Linked DNA regions of Mus musculus: region 2 is linked to region 1. Evidence: chromatin contacts called from public ChIA-PET data. All regions are on one chromosome and are shown on one strand. The core of a region is the stretch at or near the end of the contact, and the rest is flanking DNA. Distances in the headings are between cores, read along the strand shown. Region 1 overlaps Map3k19 (mitogen-activated protein kinase kinase kinase 19). Region 2 overlaps Zranb3 (zinc finger, RAN-binding domain containing 3).

Region 1 (3,268 bases), core at 315-2,814:
AAGATGACTACAAGCTTAAGGTCAGCCTGGTTTACATATCTTGTTCTAGGGCAGGCGGCACTCTTGGGAAATCTCTTTCCCCAATGAGATGTAAAAAGTGTCTACCCCTCCTTATAAGGTCCCAAAGACAAACTAAAGCATGGCTCTACCAGAGGTCACTTAGAGAGCATCGGGGAGGGGCTTATGGGAGCATGGAAACCCCAAAGCAGCCACATTGGAAAGTCTTCAACCAGTACCGATGTTGGCTTCCCCAGAGTCAGGTATGGAGTCTTTGTCAATTAACCTTCCTTATCGTTTATACCCTAATACCTCCTGAGGTCCCATGCAATTAGGACAGAATTGTGTACAGTTGGTTGGCAGGACTAGCTAGAATCTCAGGTGAGGTTCCACGACCCTCCTAGTAAACTGGCTAGTGATAGATCTCCTACCAGCAGGAATAGTCAGCCTGATGGAAATGGTGGCTGTTTTGTTTGGAAGATTAACTATACAAAAGCAAGGCTCTGTCTTTCTCAAAGAACTAAACGATGGAGTTGGGGGTGCAGCCCAGCAGGCAGAGGGCTTTCTTAGCATACATGAAGCCCTGAGTTTGATCCTCAGTGCTTCATAAACCGGATATGGTGGTGCATGCCTGTAATCCTAACACTTGGGTGGTAGAGGCAGGAGGCTTCCAAGTTCAATGCCATCCTTGGCTACATAGCTAGTTTGGGACTAGCTTGTATTATATAAGACTCTGTTTCAAAAAATAAATAATAAAAATAAGGTAATAAAAGTAGCTAATGAAAATAGAAACCAGTTTCCCATTGCAGACAATTTGAGAGTACTGGCCTGGCTAATTAATTCGTTTTGTCTGACTCTCCTGTTCCCACGAACGGGGACTAAGAAAGGATCACTGACTAGGACTGAATCCAGAAGGCAGAGCTGGCAGGAGCAGGCCAGGACAAGCAGGGGGACTTCTCCTGGTAGGAGTCCACAGCCCCACTCAACCAGACCACGTGGGAACCAATTTTCCTAACTTCCCAACACGTTCTCTGGTCTGAGACCTGCAGATCTGGAGGATACTGGGAATGTACCATCAGTTTTCTGTAACTGGCAAAACACTTAAGAGAGTGTACAGAGAGGAATTTGGTTTGGTTTCAGAGGTTCGTTCCACAGTTGCTTTGGTTTTGTGGTGTAAGACAGCTGCACATCATGGTGGAGAGCAGGCTGGGGAGGAGGCTGCTTCCTTCAGGGTGGTCATGAAGAGAACACAGTGACAAGTGCCGGAACCCCCTCCAAGACATTCTCCCAGCCATTAGGTACCACCTCCTCCGACATCGTCATATGCAAGGGACCAAACTTTGATCACAGAGAGACCCCCTGAGATCTGAACTATACCAGCAAATGAGTTTTCCCCATCTCTCTCCTTTCAGTCAGGTGACTTCAGAGCATCAGGAACGGGAACAAGTGCATCCTGTCTCTCCACCAGATGACGCGGAGATGGTGGGCCTCACGGGGAGGATGCTAACCACACAGCCTTCACTTCTGAAGACAGACGGAAGTTCTGAGGAGCTCTGTGGTGTGGACGTGGCTCTCTCACCACCCAGACCTTGCTTAGACTCAAGCCTTGCTGCATCTGCAGCTGGGGAGGTGGCTCCTTGTGTTCTGAAAGAACAGCAAAGGCAATCTGATGGTGAGTCAAGCTCTTGCTTATGCGTGTACGTTTAGAGTATCCATACAGGTACATAATGTATGACAGCATATGCCCCCTCATCCTTCCATGCTCTCCCTCTCCTCACCCCTTCTTCCTGTTAGTTCCCTGTCCCTAAACAATCTTACTTCTCTGTTCAGGCCGTATTTACTCATATGATTTTATGTATCTCTATAAAAATATGGAAACCACAATTAAGAGGGAACATATTAAATTGAGCATTTAATTCTACAGTGGAGCTGGAGAGATAACTCAGTGAAGTGCTTGCAAGCACACGGATCTGAGTTAAATTCCCCAAGCCCATGTTTTTTTTTGTTGTTGTTGTTTGTTTTTTTGTTTTTTTAAAAAAAGTCAGATATGATGACATGCGCTTGTCACCGAAGCCCAGGGGAGGCTGAGTCAGAGGATCCCTGGGGCTCAATGGCCGGAAGCCTCGCCAACTTGACAGATTCCAGGCTAGGGAGAGGTCTTGTTTCAAACGAGGACAGTGGTGCCCAAATGGTTGTGTCCTCTGACTGCTACAGGCACATGATGGAATGAAGATGCCTTCGCCTCTGCACATATGTGCCCGTGTGCATGCATACACACACCACACACACACACACACACACACACACACACGACTAACAATAGGCTTAATAATGACAATACTGAAGGCAATGGGAGCAAATGGCTGGAAAGGAAATGCATTTTGTATGTGTTTCAGGGAAGAGTATTTCATGAACTAAAAATAAATAAGCTAGTGTAGGAGCCGGGCATGTGGCTCAGCTGATCAAGTTTTACCTAGCATCCACGAAGCTCTGGGTTTGCTTCCCATACTAAGCTGGGCAGGACACACACCTGTAATTGTAACACTCAGGGGGTGGAGGCAGGGGGATTGTAAGTTTAAGGGTATCCGTGGCTACCTAGGGAATTCAAGGTACTAACTACATGTAGGCTGCTCTATGAGACCAGCTCTCAAAAACAAATGAACAAACCTATAACACCCCTTCTGGTAGCTTTAGGCTAAGGTTTTCTGAAATCACTTCACAGCACTATGTATACCACACAGGGAGAATATACTCTGAAACACTTTCCCGCATATCTCCTGCTCCATCTATGAACTCTTCAGCCTACTACTAATAACACCCAGTTCTTGTTTCTTTTGTTATAGAGTTTCCTACCTCTGACATAAGCTACAGTAGCCGAAGAACTGGGGTAAGATCAGTTCCAGCATGTTTGACTTCATTAAACAACAATAAGGGTGGTGGTGGTGCACACTCTAATTTCCAGCACTCTCGAAGCAGAGGCAGACAGATCTCTATGAGTTCGAGACCAGCCTGGTCTATAGAGCTAGTTCCAGGACAGCCATGGCTACACAGAGAAACTCTGTCTCAAAGAAAGAAATAACAAAATCCATAAATCTCAACAACAATGACAAGCTCCCACAAACTTCTCAGTCAAATCTTCAGCAATAATATTGTGGAGAAAATTTAAAAAAGGATGACTACTTTATGGAGAAGCTAAGTATTCATGGGAAAACCATTCCATGTCCTGTGAGGTGCTTCTCTGGGCCATCTCCTGCTCCTGGGTAGTGGGGTG
Region 2 (3,268 bases), core at 201-2,700, 120 kb before region 1:
GGTTGTTGGTTTAGTCCCAGGGAGCTCTGGGAGTACTGGTTAGTTCATACTGTTGTTCCTCCTATGGGGCTGTAAACCCCTTCAGACTTTGGGTACTTTCTCTAGCTCCTTCATTGGGGACCATGTGCTCTGTCCAATGGATGGCTGTGAGCATCCACTTCTGTATTTGCCAGGCACTGGCAGAGCCTCTCAGGAGAGAGCTATACCAGGCTCCTGTCAGCAAGCTCTTCTTGGCATCTGCAATAGTGTCTGGTTTTGGTGGTTGTTTATGGGATGGATCCCCAGGTGGAGCAGTCTCTAGATGGTCATTCCTTCAGTCTCTGCCCCAAAAGAATGTTTTCCTATAACTGAGACTGGTAAACCTAGGCTCTCAGGACATTTCCTGTGGGTAAGCACTGCATATATGGATAATGTGCCTTTTTCCAGGCTTCAGCAGAAAGCTTTCTCCCTAACCTAAGCTATGTATCTGCTTCCTCCTAGAGAACTGCCCAGCAAGCCAAGGAAAGAAGTCAGGTGAGACGACTCTCTCTGGCAACAAAGCACGGATCAGACATCACCCGGTTTCTGGTGAAGAAGTAAGGCGAGATATAAACAGAAGCAGATGGCCTGCAGGCAGAAGCAGTTGTCACAATTCATCTTCATGTATGTCTAGTATTTTAAGAATAGGAAGTTTTTAAATATAAGTCAATAACTGAAATTTAGATTTTTGCTAAGCTCTCTTAGTGTTACATACTTAACAGAAACTGAGGGATGATGGGAAGATTCTGGGGTCTTCCTGACTCATGAAGATTGTCAATTATGTTTCAGCAAGATTTTGTTCCGCTTTTTTTCCCCTTCTACACCTTAATCACTGCATTGGGCATGGATAGTGTGGGACAAATATATTCACGCAAACCTGACAGCTCTTGATCACCATTGCTTCTGGACTGTGTAGTATAAAGGGAACATTCCAGAACAATCAGGGACATTTTGGAGACAAGCCATGATTAGTAAGGAATGATTACAGCTCAGGCGCATGTTTGGGGTGCAGCCTCCTTGCTTGATTTCTGGGCCAGTCCTCTTCATTGAAGAGATGCTTTTGTTAATGAACTGATTGTAAGCTCACATGGTGTCTGTGTACAACTGCTGTGCTCTGAGTAACCATGAGAACAAGTGAGAGACCACAGTGCCGCACAGCCTCGCTTCTGTTTTCCTGTTTGCTCCCTTGTTTCCTGTCATGGTTTGTTTTGTTTTTAATGTATAAAATCAGGCTAATTGTCAAAACAGATTTTGTCTCCTGGTCCTCGTTTCCTGGTTTTAAAATCCTGGTAGTGATTTGTTTTGTTCTGTTCTTTCAATAAACCTTGTAATTTTTTAAAAATATTTTTAAATTATGGGTACGTGTATCCCTGTGGGGCCGGGGGAGATGCGCAGTTGCCCACAGAGGTGGTGTAGCTCCCAGGCCTGCCACACAGCAGCTCTGACAGATGCTGCAGACTGAGTTGCTAACCACGGGACCATCTCTCCTTCTCCATATCCTATTTTATTAGGTTTATTTCTGTTACCTCTTAAAAAGAAGGATGGCCAACAAATCGTGGTGGCGCACGCCTTTAGTTCCAGCATTCAGGAGGCAGAGGCAGGCGGATCTTTATGAGTCTGGGGCCAGCCTGGTCTACAGAGTGAGTTCTAGGTCAGGCAAGGCCATGTGGTAAGACCCCGTTTCCACAATAAAGTGACAGTGGGGTTGGGAGGTGGCTCAGTTGATGAGCTGCTGGCCACACAGCATAATAGCTTAAGTCTGAGCCACAGAACCTGTGTGAAAACCTAGGTGTGGTGGCACCTGTGACCCCAGCACCGAGTAGCCAGAAACAGAAGGATCCCTGGGGCTCCCAGGCCAACGGTCCAGGGAAGAGGTAAGCTTCTGGTTTAGTGACATCTGGCCTCCATGTGCATGTTCTCCATACACACATACACACAAGACTAATAGTGATAAAATTCACCACATAAAAACAACCAGAAGGTTAAATGTAGGTCAAACCCAATGGTAACATTAATGAGACACGTGCTAATGATGGACTGGAGAGGTGGCTCGGTGGGAAGAGCACGAACTGTCCTTCTCAAGCGCCAGGGTTTGGGTCCCAGGACCCACGTGGAAGCTCAGAACTGTCCCTCTTCTGGCCTTGGACACTAGCACACGAATTATCCATAGCTACACATGCAGGCAAAACACCCATACAAAGATGAATATAATAAATTTGAAAAAAATATTTAAGTAACCTTTTAAAAAGAAAATAGGGATAATGACAGGAAAGGGCGAAGCCATTCCAGCAACGTCCCCTGCAGGAAGAGTGACAATCAAAAAAGCATCACTCTCAGATCCAAGGAGGAATTCCATCCCCAGAGGCGCCCATGTGTGTACACTGGGATGCAAACCACGTCAAATGCTTAATGTTAGTTAGCAGCTACCAGGTCACACCTTATTTGTAGAAGCCTTATGCACTGTGAGCTATCCTTGCAGAGTGTCATCAAGTCTATAACTGACCTATTGCGTGACGTCAGGTGGAGCTGTCTCTCTTATAAAGCAGATCCTGCACTGTCTGGCCTCTTTCCTGCTCTGCACACCTGCCTTTTTGCAATTTTCCACCTTATTTCCAGTAACCAATCATCATGGTTCGCAGGCAAGAAATGCAGGCCCAGCCCACGGCCCCTCCCCTCCAGCATGTGGTCTTCTTGGCAGACTTTGGTGTAAGTAGGTCAGTCAGTGGGGCTTGCTCCTCATTCACTGTAGTGGGAATTCTCAGGAGAGAGTTCTTAGATGTCAGTTATGCCTGATTGTTTTGTAACAGGCCCCCCAGACCTTAGCACAACTGACTCCATGATGATAGTACCATTCAGGCTGTAAACTCAGCTTGTAAACAGCACCACCTGCCAAAATGAACACAAAGACCTAATCCATCAAAGTCCACAGTTCTGGGAAAGTCTCTAAATGTACTAACCTTGCTTTTTGGCTTTGCTTCTGGCTAATGGGTCTTGTTAACTGAAGTACGTACAAGGCCCTGGCTTCCATCCCTAGCACCACAAAAGCCAGGCATGGTGGTGCATGCCAGTAATCCAGCCCTGGAGAGCTGGAGGCAGGAGGATCAGGAGTTCAAGGTCACCTTTGACTTCACAGTGCATTTGAGGCCAGCCTGTGTTGCATGGTTCTCTGTCTCAAAAAGACACTAAGAAGAGCAAGTGGAGGACCTGAGAGACGACCAGAGGGCCAGGCCTGGTAGAACGTGTTTTCGAA

Evidence for each region. ChIA-PET counts read pairs in DNA pulled down with a chosen protein or histone mark.
Region 2: a contact with region 1 is called in an RNA polymerase II ChIA-PET map of memory CD8 T cells, with 88 read pairs. The contact joins two enhancer-like sites. A contact is called at or near these places in 2 of 39 promoter capture datasets (embryonic stem cells and liver), 1 of 15 datasets of contacts at CTCF or cohesin (large pre-B cells), 3 of 484 Hi-C or Micro-C datasets (the G1E-ER4 cell line, bone marrow-derived macrophages and embryonic stem cells), 4 of 115 datasets of contacts at active chromatin or transcription factors (the HPC-7 cell line, double positive thymocytes, embryonic stem cells and 1 more) and 5 of 9 other capture datasets (adipose tissue, embryonic stem cells, liver and 2 more).

What each region holds. Positions count from the first base shown.
Region 1 is chr1:127,828,672-127,831,939 of GRCm38.p6, reverse strand. Map3k19 (mitogen-activated protein kinase kinase kinase 19) reads left to right here. Exons shown (of 14, transcript NM_011737.2): 9 at 1,410-1,669; 10 at 2,841-2,884. Among named protein-coding and RNA genes, the nearest start is that of Map3k19, 25 kb to the left of the region's middle. Within about 2 kb of position 1,564, at least 58 of the 459 cell types and tissues checked have an H3K27ac peak or open chromatin away from gene starts, as enhancers often do. A contact at or near this core is called in memory CD8 T cells, where this site is marked.
Region 2 is chr1:127,952,278-127,955,545 of GRCm38.p6, reverse strand. It overlaps Zranb3 (zinc finger, RAN-binding domain containing 3), which reads left to right. Exons shown (of 21, transcript NM_027678.3): 21 at 481-1,367. The coding sequence ends at 579. Among named protein-coding and RNA genes, the nearest start is that of Gm28800, 7.0 kb to the left of the region's middle. Within about 2 kb of position 1,450, at least 10 of the 459 cell types and tissues checked have an H3K27ac peak or open chromatin away from gene starts, as enhancers often do. A contact at or near this core is called in memory CD8 T cells, where this site is marked.